2 separate regions of the Mus musculus genome follow, and region 2 is linked to region 1. Evidence: chromatin contacts called from public capture Hi-C data. All regions are on one chromosome and are shown on one strand. The core of a region is the stretch at or near the end of the contact, and the rest is flanking DNA. Distances in the headings are between cores, read along the strand shown. Region 1 overlaps Grid2 (glutamate receptor, ionotropic, delta 2). Region 2 has its middle 110 kb from the start of Qrfprl.

The links. Capture Hi-C pulls out chosen DNA fragments and counts their contacts.
Region 2: a contact with region 1 is called in a capture Hi-C map of embryonic stem cells, with 3 times the contacts expected there. The contact joins two enhancer-like sites. A contact is called at or near these places in 1 of 115 datasets of contacts at active chromatin or transcription factors (embryonic stem cells) and 1 of 9 other capture datasets (embryonic stem cells).

What each region holds. Positions count from the first base shown.
Region 1 is chr6:64,648,809-64,655,201 of GRCm38.p6, forward strand. The region is part of intron 14 of Grid2 (glutamate receptor, ionotropic, delta 2); the gene reads left to right. Among named protein-coding and RNA genes, the nearest start is that of Gm35851, 77 kb to the right of the region's middle. Within about 2 kb of position 3,948, at least 9 of the 459 cell types and tissues checked have an H3K27ac peak or open chromatin away from gene starts, as enhancers often do. A contact at or near this core is called in embryonic stem cells, where this site is marked.
Region 2 is chr6:65,267,046-65,273,438 of GRCm38.p6, forward strand. No RefSeq gene overlaps it. Among named protein-coding and RNA genes, the nearest start is that of Qrfprl, 110 kb to the right of the region's middle. Within about 2 kb of position 3,931, at least 3 of the 459 cell types and tissues checked have an H3K27ac peak or open chromatin away from gene starts, as enhancers often do. A contact at or near this core is called in embryonic stem cells, where this site is marked.

The DNA.
Region 1 (6,393 bases), core at 2,698-5,197:
CCCACCAGGCCAGGCCTCTGCACTCCTTGGGACCTCCAGTCTCTCAAGGGTTAGGTGCATCTTCTCCCACTGAGGCCAGACCAGGCAGTCCTCTGCTGTATATGTGTCAGGGCCAAGTACCAGCTCGTGTATGTTGCCTGGTAGATGGCTCAGTGTCTGAGAGATCTCTGGGGTCCAGGTTAGTTGAGACTGCTGGTCTTCCTATGGGGTTGCCCTCCTCCTCAGCTTCTTCCAGCCTTTCTCTAATGCAACCACATGGTCCCCGACTTAAGTCCAATCATTGGGTGTAAAAATCTGCATCTGCCTCAGTCAGCTGCTTGTTGGCCCTCTCAGAGGTCAGCCATGCTAGGCTCCTGTGTGTAAGCAGACAGCATAGCATCATCAGTAATAGAATCAGGCCTTGAATCCTCTCCTTGAGCTGGATTCCAAGTTGGGCCGTCACTATACCTGCTTTTCCTCAGTCTCTTCTCCTTTTTTGTCCCTGCAGTTCTTTTTGACAGGAACAATTCTGGGTCAGAATTTTTGACTGTGGGATGGCAACCCCATTCCTCCACTTGATGACCTGTCTTTCTACTGAAGGGCATTTCATCTAAGGTCTCTCACCTCCCAGTTCTCTCCTACCCTCTAGAGGTACTTTCACCTCCCACCCACCCCGGAGGTTGCATATTTCCACCCTGCTGGCCCTCAGGACTTCTCTCTTGTCCCCCATAATCCCATACCTGATCATATTCCCCTTTTCCCCTCACCCTTCCTTCTCCCACCCAGATCCCTCCCTCCCTCTGCCTCCTGTGATTATTTTATTCGCGTATTCTTAATGAAGAGGAATATGCCAGAACTGGTCTGAAAAAAAAAACAACAGACGCGCTCGCTTGGACGCACGTGTATGCTCAAGCGACAGAGAGTAAACACACACACACACACACACACACACACACACACACACACACAAGCACTCTGACGATCTAACCTAGCTTTCAAGCTGCACTCTCCTCCCACGTCCCAAGCAAGATAGCACCATCCATTGTGTGCTATGCGCGGGTCTCCTCAATTCTCTTTACAATGGCCCTCGAAAGAAAATGCGACTGTCATTACCCTGACCTTTAAAATGGCAAGAATTTTTCTCACTGAATTTCAAGAAAAGGTTTGAGCCATCTAATCGCGTATCCCAATCTAGAAGCTAATCTTGTGACTAATAGTTAAAGGAGTTTATGGCACAAGTGTCTGCTTCCTGCGTTTTAATCTCGCCCACAGGAAACCATGGTTGCAGGGACGCTTAGACCTGTGTGAGCCAATACTGCCACCTTGTGGAACTCTTTAGCATAACAGAAAATCCTGCTTTCCCTAAGGCCCAAGATTTTATTGTTAGATTCTTGAATTCACACACACACATACACACACACACACACTTTATATCTAAACGTCGAAACTCTCCTCTAGGTGTGCTTTCAAGTTCCACTTAAAAAAGTACTGTGAAGATTTACACGAATTCATTTCGTTGTTTTTTTTTTTTAAAGAAAGAAGTTTACAGTTTACTGACCTTACTCCAACTGCTCCTTATATAAAGTGTTTCTAAATGATAAAGGGGTATGATGAGACTCCAATGGAGCTTCTAGAAGCATTTAATAGGAAGGATGTGCAGAATTCCGGGTCTACAAGCCTTACCGTGTTCTATCCCGAGCCAGCCTGTATCCTACCTAGAATGTGGTGTGGCATGCTCAGAATGTGGCTGGTGGGTGACTGGAGAATTCTATGACTCAATTTCTCCATATATCTTTGAAGCAAGGGTCTTGCTACAGTGCCACAGCCACCTGAGCTGTGTCGTCGTGAGGTCTACCGAGTACAGAGACCTTTGTGGCTTCTCAGAACTTGAAGGGCTTCCAGACAGGACACTCCATTCTCTCCTTACCCTGTGGTCTTCACTTACTTACACAAACTTAAAACTCCACAACCAAAGTCTTCCCATGGACTGCATCTAACCCCATTAGAATTTAAATAGCTGAAGTATAATTTGTATAGTTTGACATTTGTTTCTAAGTGAAAATATTCCTCAAATATCAAGAAACACTGAGAGGCTGTGAGCCAACATAAGTGAATGGAACACAGGTTTCAGACGTGATTAAGGGAAAGCTAGGAGGTTGTAATCCGATCCTCTGTGAATGAGAGGACTAAAGCCTCACAAAGTGGAGACACTGGAAGTCCTGCCAGGTCGCTCTGCCTGAACGAACAGTCGAACTGTCGTGGTGGGGAATTAATTTTGTGCACAAGGAATGTTTGGCATGAGTCTCTCCTGAAATATTTATTGCATGGATGGATGGATTCATAGAAAATGGAATAAATTATAAAACGGCCTCAGTGAGTGAGAGCAGAGCCGCCATAGCAAAATTATGCATATTCAACCAATAAATGCCCGCCTGCACTCCAGGGATAGAGCAAATGGGCTTCTCGAGAAAACTCAGTAGTCACAGGTCACAGGCAACCGTGGAAGAAACTTCAGCATCCCAGACACTGACCAGTGTGATGATAGAGGGGCGTGGCTAGCGCTGGGGTCCTTGGTCTTCTGTATCCATATGCTCACGGAGTCATTAAAGATCACAGATTTCCTGAAAAGGAGAGATGTGTCTGCACTGAACTCATGAGACTTCATTTTTTTTTCTTGTCACTGTGCCCTAAACAGGACAACATAACGACTATTTAGATGGTCCTGTGATTTTTATATAACTGGAAATCAAAGGATATAAGGGGTGATATATGAGCAATTTGCTGTTGCTGAGATAAAACACCATGAGAGGGATTATGTGACTCTTGGTTGCAGAGGGATCAGAGTCCATCAGAGCAGGGAGGCAGGCAGCAAGTAGCAGGCATTACAGCAGGAGAGCTCCCAGCTTTAATTGCAAGGACAAAGCAGAAAGAGAACTGAAGAATGGAATGAGCCTTTAAGCTCTAAAAAGCTCATCTCGAAAGAGAGGCCCATTGGACACGCAAACTTTATATGCCCCAGTACAGGGGAACGCCAGGGCCATAAAAGGGGAGAGGGTGGGTAGGGGAGAGGGGGTGGGTGGCTATGGGGGACTTTTGGTATAGCATTGCAAATGTAAATGAGCGAAATACCTAATAAAAAATGGAAAAAAAAAAAAAAAAAAAAAAAGCTCATCTCCAGTGATGTACTTTCTCCAGTAAGGCCACACCTCTTAAATCTTCCCAAGGGATTCTCCAAATAGGGAGTCAAATGTTCAATCACATGAGCCTACTGGGGGACATTTTCACTCAGAACACCACAGATGGTGTGTATCTGGGGAAAGAGTGTTCTAGGTAGTCAACATGTCATCTTACGTAAGCGCCCTGAGTTTCCTCCAGCTTTGAAATCCACTGGGGGATCCTAGGACTATTCTCCACACACACTAAGGGCAACTGTATTCTCATTGAGCAAACATTGCTGTAACATTCTTTTATATTTCATTATAAACACAAATTAAAGCAGAATTCTTTCTTCAAAGCTAACTAAAGTTCTCCTCTGGGGTATCTAAAGATGCTCTGACTATTTAGTGCCTTTTGATAAGCAAATTCCTGAAGGGCACTGTGTTGTTTCTATTATGATGCAATGAACCATTAAATTAGCATTATGCTACTAGCAGGAACTCCAGTGTACAATATGGTATTGTTAGCTATAGGCAAATGTACAGCAGGTCTCTAGAAATTATTAATCTTACCTTGGTGTGTGTGTGTGTGTGTGTGTGTGTGTGTGTGTGTGTCTTTGTTTCAGGTGGTGTTTGTGTTCATACACATGTTTGCACATGAGCATGGAAGCAAAAGCCAACCTTTCCATGACAACATCTAAATTGTTTCTTTGAGACAAGGTCTCTCACGTGGTGGCTTGGAAGTTGCAAAGGTGGTTAGACTGGCTGACCAGAGAGACCCAGACAGCCACCTGTCTCCCCGTCCCCAGCTCTGGGATCATAACTCCCACCAGCATGCATGACTTTCCTCCTTAGATTCTGAGAATCAAAATCAAGCCTCGTGCTTGCACATTGAGCACTTTGCTCACCCAGTCATCTCTCCGGCATCTCTACAGTATTAATGTTACACAACTGAATCTCTAAACTAGCTTCTTAGCAGTATCATTTAAATGGCAATAGTGGGTGGGTCCAGCAAGAATCCTTAATCACATAATTGTGTATTTGAATGAGGCTTATCCCTGCCAGCAATTGCCACACGTGTATGCTTCTTGGGCTCCTTAAACTGGAGCTCAAAACAGTGTTGACTTAGATGGGTAGCTAAAATAAGAAAGGATGCATTAAAGAAACCTGGGGAGGGTTGAGCTACCCAGAACCATAAGGCTTTCTTCACTGCAGGTCTTGGACACTTACTAAGCTGGCACAGAATAAGTCCCCAAAAGGGTACCACGGTTGCTAACCACAGGGCCCTTTCCTTGGGAAGGCCTTGTACATATTTGGGAATTCTGAAGGTACAAATGGTGACAGTCTACTACTCTCCACAATCATTTTCATAGTTTCAATACATCAGTTCACCTCCCTCTTATGACAACACTCCAAGTGAGCAACATTTGAAAGGTGGATTGCCGCAGACCTTCTGGGTCCCTATGTCTGCGTGGAACGGGGTCTCTCGACGCGGGTGGGCAAAGCGTGGATGATGACAGACACACACGCAGGAGAGTTTGTGTGGAATCTGAATGTAATTTTACAACTCGAGCATCAGACTTTTTATGCAGAGGACAATAAGGAAGTTGGGTGACATATTCGCAAGGTACAATTGAGGTAACTGGAATCTTACATAAAACAGAGGAATGCAAACACAAAAGGTCTAACGGGAACCACCCAGGATAGAATACATTGATAACAGCTGGGATCAACAAGGGCTCCACCTAAAATTCACTAATCTTAGAAGCCAGGGTCAAGGGCTTCGCGTCCTTGCCATAGTTCCTATTTTAGTCTCTTGTATAGTCCACCTTCCCCTTAGGCCATTGTAAATATGTGTATGGGTGTAACTCTGCTATAGTATCTATTCTGGTTTCTCCTTTGGTCTGAAACTTCCTTCTTCCTAAGCGATGGTAAATTCCTGTGTAAGGGAGTGACTTAGCTTTTACAATCTTGCTGAATTCTAAACCCTTGATCTTGGTCAAGGATGCCCTTGGACTGTTGGAACACTGGCGGAAGGCTTTAGCCATGTCAGAGCACTTATAGGAAAATACTGAAAGAGAGCACGTGGATCCATACTCTAGACTAGCGTAGTACTGGAACTCGGGAATGAAAAATTAATGTATGGGTAGAGAACACTAGCCTCCAGGAGGAGAGCTTCCTTGAAACTCTTTTGCCTCATGAGTGACTTTTAAGCCTTACGGCTTGTCCAGTTGACTCGACCAGAGAGCGTAGCATTTCTCCCTTTCTTTTATTTTTCAGCCGAAGTTCCAGGGTGTCCCGTCTCATCGTAGCTAGAGCTCAGGAGCACTTTAAAGATGAGTGGAAACACCACAATTACTAGTAAAACAATGCCAAAAATAATAACAAGTAGGATAATATATTGAACCCAATCCAGGGGGTTCAATTCACTAAGGTTGTTTTTTAAATCTCTAGCCAATTCATCAATGTTCCAAGTGTCCAAGTGACTTTTAATAATATCCGAAATTACCGTCTTCAACTGTTCTAAGTCATGAGAAATATCAGTATCTTTTTATACTCCCTGTAAATGAGATTATAAGATAAGGGGGTAACACAAATGTATTGGAAAGAAGCATGACATTTAGTAGCTAACCTGGTCTTAATATTAGCAACATCTTGCCCCATTGCTAGCACTACTTTTTCTAGGGTGTTAACCTTTGTTTCCAATTTTTTATCTATAATATGTAGCTCTGACAAGGCTACAGAGATGTTCTTATGCATATCATTTACAAAATGAGCAGTATGCAGTTGCTGGACTAAGGCTGTGGTGGACAATGTAAAAGTTAAAATTGCAATTAAGGCAGTAATTTCTAAAACCAGTGCTGTTACAAATCTTAGGTCTAATAAGTTCGTTTAGTCTTTTTAAAGTTTGTAATCCTGAATTTTTGAACCAAGGAACATTTCCTAACTTTACAGGCAGCAAAACATAAGCAGGTCTTTTTAACAAAATCATAACAGTAGATTCTTTATCTAATTTAGGATCTACACAATTAGTTAAATGACAAGAATTACAATGAATATGAAAAGACTTGCCAAGATTGGCGATCTTAACTTTTAAAATTAACAATATAGCATACAGGTAAGGTACAAACATTCATAACTATAAATAAGGAGCTGGCCTGAATGGCCAAAAACAGTGTCTCTGATGAAATCTTGTAGCAGTCCCTCCACCTCAGCTTTTCTAGTTGTCTCCAAGTTGACGCCAGGTCGGCTCTCCTTG
Region 2 (6,393 bases), core at 2,681-5,180, 620 kb after region 1:
GGACTGTGTTGAGACAGTGCATCATGGAAGTAGTGTGTGTTGGTGGGAAGCTGCTAACCCCAGGATGGGGGGTTCAAGTAAAAAAAATATAGCCTTTAAGAGTATGTTCTTTATTAACCTACTTCTTCCAACTACTGTGTGCTTCCCACTAGTCTGTAAACCCCTAACTACATTCATCCCTTGATGACCAGAGCTCTTGTGATAGTCACCTCCCAGACGCCCCAGTTTTGAATTCTGTTTCACCGTGTGGCCCAAACCTTCAGCCTCTGAGCTTTAGAGGCAGATTTAAGAGTGAATCCACAGCATAGCTCTTTTGTGAATGGCTTCTTGGTGGGGAACTCCAAGTGTTCTGGTAGTTATAGGGTATTAATAAATAAAGAGGGAGTAGCTCTATGGCTTCATGATTTAAATTGTTTGATGTGCAAGCTATGACCTGAGTTCCATATCTAGAATCTAGGTAAAAAAGATGGATGAAGTATCTTGAACCTGTAACCTCAGCACTCTTACAGTGATATGGGAGGAAGAGAGAAAACCGCCTAGAATTTCTCAGGCAACATTTCTCTGCCAAAAATAAGACAGACCCTGCCTCAAAGCAGTAGAAGAAGATTTGAAAGTGTTCTCTAATCACCACACGTGCTAGCATGCATATGATCTCTACTGCCATTCCATAACACACACACACACACACACAGACACACACAGACACACACACACACACAGACACACACAGACACACACACAGACACACACAGACACACAGACACACACAGACACACACACACACACACAGACACACACAGACACACACAGACACACACAGACACACACAGACACACACACACACACACGATGACAACAATGAACAAAATAAAAATCCACAAAACCTTGGAAAACTTCATTGAGCACAGGACAAAGAGCCAATATAGTGATCTAGTATCGTCCTTTGGGCCTTCAGGAGCAAGTGTGGAGATGGGAGTGGAGATGGGTGGAATAGAGAAGAGGGGAATAAGTGATCAACTCACACTAGAAACTTCTTTGAAGCTTTCTATACAGGGCTTTCTAGGGTCTTCCTAGCATTTAAAGTGGCTTCTGAAAATAGATTCAATCCATGGAGTTTTCTAATAGTGGCGAATTTGTACCTCAGAGAGCAAATTCAGTATGTAGGTCTTGAGCAAATGATTTTAAAGCCATATTAATTAGGGTTCTCTAAAGGAACAAAACTGATAGAATGAACTAACATATCTACCTTTCTATCTATCTATCTATCTATCTGTCTGTCTGTCTGTCCGTCCATCTATCTATCTATCTATCTATCTATCTATCTATCTATCTATCTATCTCAATTTATATATCGCTGACTTCAATTACTTATATAAGTTCTTTAAGAGTACTTTAAAACTTACTCTATCACCAACAATTCAGCATCAACCCCGAGATACATTTTAAATAATGCTATAATAGGGTGGCAAAATCAAGGTGAACTATTTCTTTAGCCCAAATGAACTTACTTACTGAGAGTTAAGAATATCAATTAGAAATGAATATCCCACAAACATTACTGGTGTACTATCATGTCTGTTTAGTTGTTTTGAGGTTAGCCATGGACGTGCTTGTGTATACATACATACATACATACATACATACATACATACATACATACCCCATGACTGTGTTAGTGGAAGCTCAGATGTCTCTTTGCTACAGTGATTTCAACTAATCTGGGAAAATATTCAAAAGTAGGTTTCTGTACTGTACTTCATGTGGTAGCTCTGCTTTAAGTTTTATGAGGAAATTTCATGTTATTTTCCATAATGCCTATACTAACCTGTATTAGTGCCACTAGCCCATGAGTTCCCCATTTTCCACATCCTCATCCAAGCCTGTTATCTTACATAGATATATTCTAAAGATACTAGCCACAGCAACAAAAACCTAGTAAGAACTGATAAATAAAAAATAAAGTTATGCCAGGCGGTGGTGGCACACGCCTTATATACCAGCACTTGAGAGGTAGAGACGGGCGGATTTTTGAATTCGAGGCCAGCCTGGTCTACAAAGTGAGTTCCAGGACAGCCAGGGCTATATAGAGAAACCCTGTCTCGAAAAATCAAACAAGTAAGTAAGTAAGTAAGTAAGTAAGTAAGTAAGTAAGTAAGTAAATAAATAAATAAAGTTTAAAAAAAAAACCCAGCAGCAGGGACTCTTGCTTAGTGTCAGAGTATTGAACCCTGGGCCCAATTCTTAGCAACAAAAATGCACATGCACATACATATGTACACATTTCAATATACAACAAATTAAGACATTAAGATGACAAAGTCACTTATAATAGAAAAAGTAACTGTTTAACAAGTCATTTATTTCTATGGGATCTATCTACTAAACACAATGAAGCATAATAAATTTAATTAAAGATTATACAGTTTAACAGAAAGATCTCTGTTGTCTGGCAACTTCCTCTAAATTGAAATATTACTTTTAGTTAGAGGCTCATTAACTCAGGCAGTAAAGCAAACTTACAAGTTTTAAGAAATAAACAAAAATGTTAAGACTTTGGAAGTCTCCAAAGCTTACAAGACTCACAAGACTCTTCCACCAGGGCAACAACTGCTGGAGAGAGCAGGCATAGCTAAGCTACCAGCAAGCTATACAGGAAACTCTCTGGATCCAGCTTTCATGTGTTGTCATGCATGGTGAAATGGGCTTTTCAGTGACACATCTATCCTTGAGTCATTGCTTATTAGATTCTTCATTTATAGAGTTCAGGGTCCAATTTAGGGAGTAGTGCTGCCCAGAGTGGGCTAGGTCAATTAACAATCAAGAGAAATCCTCCCTTGAAATGCACATAAGCTAACCAGATCTACATAATTTCTCAATTGAGTTTCTCTTCCTAAATGATTCTAGGTTGTATAGCATTGACAGTTAAAGAGCTTGAATTATAGGCCTTGTCAATGTTCCATAGACATTCCTTAAAATAACAATCCCAAAACAGAAGAAAGGATATAGACCCATATATATTTATATATACTAAAAAATGGATTAAATAAAAGACCTAAAACTAGTGAGGTGTAGTGGCTCACACACTTAACCTCAGGGTTTGAGAGTTAAGAGGCAGGCGAGTCTGTGAGTGTCAGACCAGCCAGGACTTCATAGTATAACCCTGTCTCAAAACAAAATCTCAAAATAAAATACACTTCTATAAATAGAAAAATGCAAATCAAATCTACAAAGAGATCACCTTATACCTACTAGATTGGATATTATACAAATAGATAGCAATCCACTGTGGATTTTAAAGCCAAAAACACATTTTGTCTCAATTTTTATATTAGTTTTTTCTTTCTTTCTTCCTTTTTTTTTTTCTCTTGTAAAGGTCTTAAGTACACGTTGAGTAACTTTTCACTTGAGTACATGGCAGGAAGTTAATAAAATTGCTCATTATTGTTGGGCTTTGGGGGTCCTGTTTGGGATTTAAGAATAAAGACTCATAAATATCTGCATAGTATAAGGCTGTTGGCCTGTTTGCTGGGGCAGTTCTGCAGCTATCCCACTAGACTCAACCCAACTTCCCTGCCACAGCACCTCTCCATGTGAATCCCATTGCTTTACTTCTTGCCATGCTTCTGTCTCCTGCTTCTGTCCTTCTGTCCTGTGGATCTGCCCCAGGTCCAGGCACCAGGTCTTTATTCTGGAAAAAAAATCACACTCCTTATTTATCTAGTCTAAACCAATCTGTGTTGCCTTTTGGCATTGAGGGCTATGTGACCTTCACTGTGGCAGCTTGCTTTTTAACATGATAATCTCAGAGAATCATCAATTGAGTGAGTGAGTGGGTGAAGAAGGAAAAGCGTTTACTTGTAGGAAGCAGGTAATGGACCATAGAAATGACAATACTAAGTATCCTGCCAGTACTTACCTCTGCCTGCACAGCTATTAACATTTGAAAAAACAGGAGCACACCCACATAGCCATTTGATAGACTATGTGCAGGTGCAGGTCACCCCAACAGTTCATTAGAAAATTTATGTCTAAGTGCAATGTATTCTATTTTACAAAAAGCAACTAGTCCATTGACTGGGGTGTTCTTTGGTATGTTTCTTCCTCAGAGTCTCTTGAAGACTGGTTACAGGATGTCCTTAGATACACAATTCACAGATGGTGAGTCTGTTACAAACAGCAAGATATCTACACATAACCTAGAAGTATCCTTTTCAAACATCTTTATATTCCTATAAGACCAATATAATGTAAACACTATCTAAACTGGGTGCACATGTTCAAGATAGACAGTTTCCCCTAATGTTTTTGATTCATGAGTGCAGAACCTGTTAATAAAGAGGACAGCTGTTTGCTTTAGAAAAATCCTGAAGCTTGGAGTTTTGTGATGCTAGTAAGGCAAAAATGGGATAGTTTAGTTAGAAACTGAGATGGCTTCATTCATAGGAATTGGCATATGCATAGCAGTTGTATCCCAGTGTTTTAAACTGAGATAGTCCTCATCACTGAATGGAAGGGTCTCTGGAGAACAGCCTTACTGAACTGGCAAGTCAGTTGTCTCTGGATTTTGATGATGTCCCCATTCCTGGCACATTTCCCTAAGGCGTTGGCCATCTTTTGGTAAGTCATGGTCTTGTGGTTGCTTTTACTTTCCCCCTAAAATTCAACTAAAATTTCTTTCTCTCTCTTTTTCCTTCTTTCCTTATCTATCTATCTATCTATCTATCTATCTATCTATCTATCTATCATCTATCTATCTACCTACCTACCTACCTATATACTTACTTGCTTATTTATAAACTGAAAGAAATGTGCCTTTAGTTTTTGTCAGTTCACTGAATACAAGATACCATCTCAGAACTGTACAGAATTCTCTTTTCTTTTCTTTTCTTTTCTTTTCTTTTCTTTTCTTTTCTTTTCTTCTCTTCTCTTCTCTTCTTTTCTTTCCCTTTCCTTTGCTTTTCTTTCTTTTCCTTCCTTTACTTCCTTCCCTTCTTTTGTTCTTTCTTTCTTTCTTTCTTTCTTTCTTTCTTTCTTTCTTTCCTCTCTTTTCTTTCTTTTTTCCTTCCTTCCTTCCTTCCTTCCTTCCTTCCTTCCTTCCTTCCTTCCTTCTCTCTCTCTCTCTCTCTCTCTCTCTCTCTCTCTCTCTCTCTCTCTTTCTTTCTTTCTTTCTTACTTTTTGGTTTGGTTTTTCAAGGCAGGGTTTCTCTATATAGCCCTGGCTATCCTGGAACTCACTCTGTAGACCAGGCCAGCCTTGAACTCACAGAGATCCACATGCCTTTGCATCCTACCCAAGTGCTGGAATTAAAACTGTGTGCTACCACTGTCTGGCTGCACAGGATCCTAAAGGTATTCAAACTCACAGCTCTTCCCTGTCCTTCCTCTTCTTTGCTGGAAAGGTCTGATTGTAAATCTGGTTTTTACTTTTGCTTTTGTTTTTGTTTTTGCAGGTATTGATGTGATTTTCCAGATACAAGTCTTCAGAATCATCGTTACACATCTCCATTTGTAAGTGGGTTCCACTCTAGGAGACACTCATATCAGCTGGAATTGTCTATCACCTGAGGATAATTGTTAATGAAAAGCATGTAATTTTGTGTGTGTGCTCTGAGGAGCATTGAAGGTCCCTAATTGAATGTTGTCTCAATACCTCAAAAGCATCTTTAAATGCTTGACCTAGCTTGCTCAATGCAAGTCCTTGTTTATTAATTAATTGTAGCATATTGGACTGAGGATGAACCTAGTGGTATAGCACTTACCTACTAACAGGCAAAAGGTTCTGGGTTCTGTCCAACACAGCCTGTGATTGTACACAATTATATATGGAATGTAAAAGTATGGTTTTTCATGAAAAATAAAATGCGTTATAAATTGAGTGTAAGATTGCATTAGCAAAAGAAAATATGGTTTAATGTTAAGAGAATTAGCATAAACATAATTATCTGATTTTCATAAAAGATCAGGAGAGAATAATACTGGCAGAAGTAGGTAGAGAATTAAAAACAGAATTAAGAGCACAAAGCACCTTTAACAGTATAACAAGGTGTAAGGGTTCAAGAATCTCCAGAGAATGATACTCCAAACTCAAATAGTATACAAAAGCAAAGAGCTTTTATTCAGCATTCATTGGGTTTCTCCATTCAGGAATGGAGACGCCTAGTGGACTTGCAGGCCCAGCTTTTTAGTTACCTCTGTCTCTAGGGTTCTGACTGATTTTATAGTTCCTTAGGCTCTGGAGACTTCCCAGGGGGTTGCTTCCCCATTCTAGCTATCTATTCTTACTTTAGGCTAAATGACAAGGTGTCCTTCGGTTGGCTGCCCACAGCTGTGGTTGGCTGACCAAATGTTCCTGGATCCAGGTTCTCAATTCTGGGAAACTTAGGCATAGCCTCC